Linked DNA regions of Zea mays: region 1 is linked to region 2. The links are chromatin contacts, called in public Hi-C maps. All regions are on one chromosome and are shown on one strand. The core of a region is the stretch at or near the end of the contact, and the rest is flanking DNA. Distances in the headings are between cores, read along the strand shown.

Region 1 (2,700 bases), core at 138-2,637, 340 kb after region 2:
TATTATCAGTATTATAACTAAAAACAGACTGACAGTTACAAAATAAGTTTCTAAAACGGGCCGTTATCGTGCCTACCAAATAACCGTGTTGGGCCCGTGTCTGCACCGCGGGCCAGACGGCCAGCCCAAGCCCGGCACGGCTATCGGACCGGGCCGGCCCGGGCACGGTTCCGGTCGGGCCGGGCCATACTCGTGCCGGGCCACGACCGTGCCGGGTCACGGGCCCACTGCCGGGCCGGTCCATTTGGACATGTCTACCTGGCGGTATGTATCTCTATAAGTTTCTGTTGTTGTTTCTCACTTCAAAGCTCCCCCTTATCTTATCGCGTGTCCAACATAATTTATGCGCGTTCTGTACACGGAACTGTTGCAAGAATGTTTTTTTTATTCTAATTGAATAATGGTTTGGTTGAATACCCGCTGCCGCTACATTTTCCTGTTTGAAACATCACGAAGACGAAATTCGAGATCCCGGAAGCACAGGTATGCAGAAGGCTTTGTTTATGCTTCTAGTTTAGCAGACAAACAAATACTTACAATCAATGTTTTTTTTTTGTAAAATCCAGGAACCAATTCATGAAAGGATATCAAGGAATGTCGCTCAAGGCTTACGGGACCTATGATTGCTGATAGAGGATCCTGGGGCAGAGTTTGCTGTGGGGTGCATCTCTGGTACCAATATTCCCGTGAGAGTAGTAAGTAGTATGCGCGCATGCCATATGCGCGTCCTGTGAGGGTTGCCATTGCGTCTTGCTGAAGCAGAGGTATCCGCATTTCTTTACGATCTGTGATGTAATGTGGTAATAAACTCCAACTGGAGGTGGTTGTGTTTATGTGATTGTGAGCAACCGCCATGCGCCGCTGGTGAGATTTGCCGTGTTTGGAGCACGAGGGGAGATAAATTGAAAATTGAGTTTTTTAAGCTGGTGTCTTCGGTTTTGCTGGTGTGCTCATTTTTATCATTAGTCGTGTTTTTTGTTCAGTTTTGTTTTGTCCTTCTGTTCTATAGCACTAAAAGGGTAAAATTGAGTAAAAAAACACAACTAAGGATAAAAATAAGCACATCAGCGAAATTGAGGGCACCCTCTTAAAAAAACCTTTCAAGTGGTTTGAGTCGTGCAGCCATCACTCTGTCACGTACCTTTCTGAAATGGAACGTGTAAAATTGCAAATAACCAAGTTCATTATGTTTTAGCGTAATTGGGCTTTTCCTCTGTAGTATTTTTTTCTTCAAGAGGCTTCATCAGTACGCAACACTCCCAGTAGGCTCACTCTGATGTCCTTGTCTCCCGATTATACTAGTAAACAACACGGGTTCCCGTGGTCTCCTCAGAAGGCAACTATGACCCGGAACCCCTACAGTTGACTTGTCATGGCTTCGCGATCTGTGACTGTGATCTATACTATAAGGTGAACAAGATCTCTTTGTCTACTGTAGTTGCAGCACCAGCAGCAGCAGCAGAAGAGCAGCGCCTGAGCTCCAGCAATAATGGCCGAGAAGGGCGTGAAGGTGTTGGGGATGTGGGCGAGCCCCATGGTGATCAGGGTGGAGTGGGCGCTGCGGCTGAAGGGCGTCGAGTACGAGTACGTCGACGAGGACCTCGCCAACAAGAGCGCCGACCTGCTCCGCCACAACCCGGTGACCAAGAAGGTGCCCGTGCTCGTCCACGACGGCAAGCCGGTCGCGGAGTCCACCATCATCGTGGAGTACATCGACGAGGTCTGGAAGGGCGGCTACCCCATCATGCCGGGCGACCCCTACGAGCGCGCCCAGGCGAGGTTCTGGGCCAGGTTCGCGGAAGACAAGGTACGACGCGCGAACTGCGGTGCAGCCACATGATCTACTTACTGACGCAGGGCAGCCGGACGAGCCCCGCGACGACTGACTTCTCTGTACTCTACTCTAGTGCAACGCTGCTCTGTACCCGATCTTCACCGCGACCGGCGAGGCGCAGCGCAAGGCGGTGCACGAGGCCCAGCAGTGCCTCAAGACCCTGGAGACGGCCTTGGAGGGGAAGAAGTTCTTCGGCGGCGACGCCGTGGGCTACCTCGACATCGTCGTCGGGTGGTTCGCGCACTGGCTCCCCGTCATCGAGGAGGTGACCGGCGCCAGCGTCGTCACCCACGAGGAGCTGCCGCTGATGAAGGCCTGGTTCGGTCGGTTCCTCGCCCTTGACGTGGTGAAGGCGGCCCTGCCCGACAGGGACAGGCTCCTCGCCGCCAACAAGGCCCGCCGTGAGCAGCTCCTCTCCGCGTAGATATGGCTAGTAATTCTGGAGCAGCTAGTTTCACCGCCGACGCTCATATATTGCTGAATAAGGACTGGTTGCACTTTTGCACGTTGTGCAGTGCAGCCGAGGTTTGGATGACCTCTGCCCCTCTGTTCCATTTCAGAATGGTAGTCCCATAATAATGCATATACATCATGCATAACCTTCGTGGCACCGCACGGTGCGTCAAACTGTTGGCCTGTTGCCCAATCCCAGTAGCTGATTTTCTTCAGGCGTGCAAGGTAGCAACAGAAAGTAACACATAGAAACAGACATTTCTTCTTTTTTTTATATTCGTTCAGATTAGATCAGTCCTGTACTGGGATCGGCCCACAAAGTGCGCCGGTCCAGACTTACTGTCCGAACCGAACGTGGTACTGCCAAGGTACATCTACACACCATGCAGCACAGTATTGGCCAACGTCCACCG
Region 2 (2,700 bases), core at 158-2,657:
AATGGACCACGAGTGCTGAACATCTTAGATAGAAGCCTATTCTCGAAAATCGAAACCTTGACTAGGTACAATTTTGCAATTCAAAAGGCATGCGAGATGCCAGGGGCGGATGCAAGGGGTGGGCAAGGTGGGCCATGGCCCCACCTCAAATTTTTTAATCCTTTATGCCTAGGTTTAGGTACACAGCAAAATAAATAAACTTTTGTATAGTTAGCGTGGACAAATCTAATAAAAATTAGATTTTGATCTATTTTTCTATCGACGTTTCACTACTCAGTCCACTCTTTATCTAAGCCATTTGATTCTCTTCCCTAGCGCAAGCCCACTCGTGGCTCACTCGTTTCTTCAGTCATCGACTGACCAGTAAGTCGATGACCTAACCCGCCCGCTGCAGCGCACCTTGCCTTCTCATCACCCATCAGCTCGTCGACTCGTCGGGATCCTGCACACAACATTGATATTTTGCCTCCTAGTCCGCATTAGCAGATGGGCAAGCTGTTGGTGGGATCGTGGCGTCATCTGTCCCTCGCTAACTCATTAGGGTCTCTCCGCGCCGTCGCAACACGACAATGGCTATCGCTTGCTGTCACCGTCATCTATCGCTACCTCGCCTCCTGCACTCGCTCCTCCTGCATATCGTTCTCACCAACGCCATCTCACGACAAATTTGATGACTCTCCAGAACGACACGCCGGTGCAACTGCTCTGCCCTAGTGCCTCGTCCTTAGTCAGTCCACCTATTTTCTCTCTCTAGCTCTACTTTAGATAGCCAAAAAGGTTTTTTGGTATTCATATCGTTTTTGGAAACACTAGATATTATTATTTAACATTCGTGTTATTATCATTAATCTACAGTTATGATCTAGTCTGATGATTTGTCTCATACACTATCGGCCCCACCTAGAATTTTGTTCTGCATCCGCCACTGCGAGATGCGACTGTATGTAGAGAAGCACTGCTCGGATTCAGAACTGAAAAGCATCAGATATAACCAAATGCCTTTAGTCATCGATTGACGGTTATCTTAGTCTATATAAGCCATTGATTAGAACAAGGATATGATGACGCACTGTCCATCTCAAATGTCCAAAGTTCAGAGATATACGATGTACATGATATATAGACAGGGGCGGACCCAGCAAAATACATGGGGCTACACATGTAAAGCCTTTTCTTTGTAAAAAAAAATCGAATCTAGTAGGCATAATACAAGTAGCTTAAGACACGGTTCGGAGTTTCTCGCAGAAGGAAGGGAAGAGAATGGTGTGCCTACTTGGTGGGTGTGCTCGTCGCCGGCGAAGAGCCCGCGACGAATGCCTGGCGAAATGACCGACGGAGGCCTGGGCACCTGGCGTAGGCGCCGGCGCTCGCGCAGTCGTTGCCACGAGAGAGATAGAGAGAGCAAAAGAGAGCGCACGCTGGGTGAATGCGACTATGCGAAAAGATAAGGCAAAGGATGAGCACTGACTGGCAGGGACCAGACCGCCACAGGACCTGTCCGGTCAAGGGATTTTTTTTTTGTATTTTGCAAAAAGAAAAGTGTTATTTTCTTTCCAAGTTATGAATGTATGGGCTTCTTTGTATAGCCCTCACCGGCTTCAGCTTTCAGCTTCTTTTTATATGGCAACTGACTGTTGAATTGAGCTATTTTTCTCTGTCTTCAAAATCAACTAGCTTCTTCTATACGGCCACGATGTAATTGTTACGTTAAGCTATTCTTCTCTCTCCTCAAAAATCAACTAGGCAAGCAAATATCCATTGATTTCATTTGCTAAATATTCTCTCTGTTTTAAATTATATAAACTGACTGTTTTAAATTAGACGGAAACGACCTTGTAGCCATAGGCCATTTGAGTCAGCCAGATGTCCTAAGACACTATTAAACGGCTAAAATTAAAGTAAATCTCATTTAAATCTGATAAAAGAGAAAACAAGGCAGGCCCAAAATTATGATTTAACGAATAAAAACAGGAGAGAAGGGAAGAGATAGTAGTTTTCTTCAAGAATAGGACAATTGAGATGCCTATTGCCTAGCTACAAAACTAAGCAAGGCTTTCTGGTTAGATCAAGGGAATAACGATAAGGAAAGATTCATATTTCAGGAGGCACACTAAGGGCCTATTTAGCAACAAATAGTAAGGTGATTTTAGTACATTCAATCCCCTCCGCTATTTGTAATTTACTGGAGACAGTAGCAAGGAAGGAAACTGATTTAGGTGGTGTTTGGATTCACCCTAAATTTTAAAGGTGGATTGTAAGCTACGAATTTGTGAAAGCTGGATTGTGAAAGGGAATTAGGCTTACACCTAGTTCCTATATAATTTTGGTGGTTGAATTGCCCAACACAAATCTTTGGACTAACTAGTTTGCCCAAGTGTATAGATTATACAGGTGAAAAAGGTTCACACTCAGCCAATAAAAAGACCAAGTTTTGGATTCAATAAAGGAGCAAAGGGGCAACCGAGGGCACCCCTGGTCTGGCGCACCGGACTGTCCGGTGTGCCACCGGACAGTGAACAGTACCTGTCCGGTGCACCAGGGGACCCAGACTCAAACTCTTCACCCTCGGGATTTCTCGGAAGCCGGCGCGCTATAATTCACCGGACTGTCCGGTGTGCACCGGACATGTCCGGTGCTCCAAGGAAGCTCGGCCCCCGGAACTCGCCAGCCTCGGGTTCGCGCGGCAGCCGCTCCGCTAAA

Evidence for each region. A called contact is a pair of places that touch in the nucleus more often than the background predicts.
Region 1: a Hi-C map of ear shows a contact between it and region 2, with 3 times the contacts expected there. The contact joins the promoter of LOC541845 here to the promoter of LOC100273524 in region 2. A contact is called at or near these places in 2 of 25 Hi-C or Micro-C datasets (ear and tassel).

Annotation. Positions count from the first base shown.
Region 1 is chr7:133,810,021-133,812,720 of Zm-B73-REFERENCE-NAM-5.0, forward strand. It overlaps LOC541845 (glutathione transferase23), which reads left to right and starts at 1,388. Exons shown (of 2, transcript NM_001111524.2): 1 at 1,388-1,807; 2 at 1,908-2,433. The coding sequence starts at 1,490. The coding sequence ends at 2,258. It overlaps LOC103632874 (purine permease 3), which reads right to left. Exons shown (of 2, transcript XM_008654590.4): 2 at 2,527-2,700.
Region 2 is chr7:133,466,325-133,469,024 of Zm-B73-REFERENCE-NAM-5.0, forward strand. It overlaps LOC100273524, which reads right to left and starts at 1,408. Exons shown (of 4, transcript NM_001147942.2): 1 at 1,274-1,408.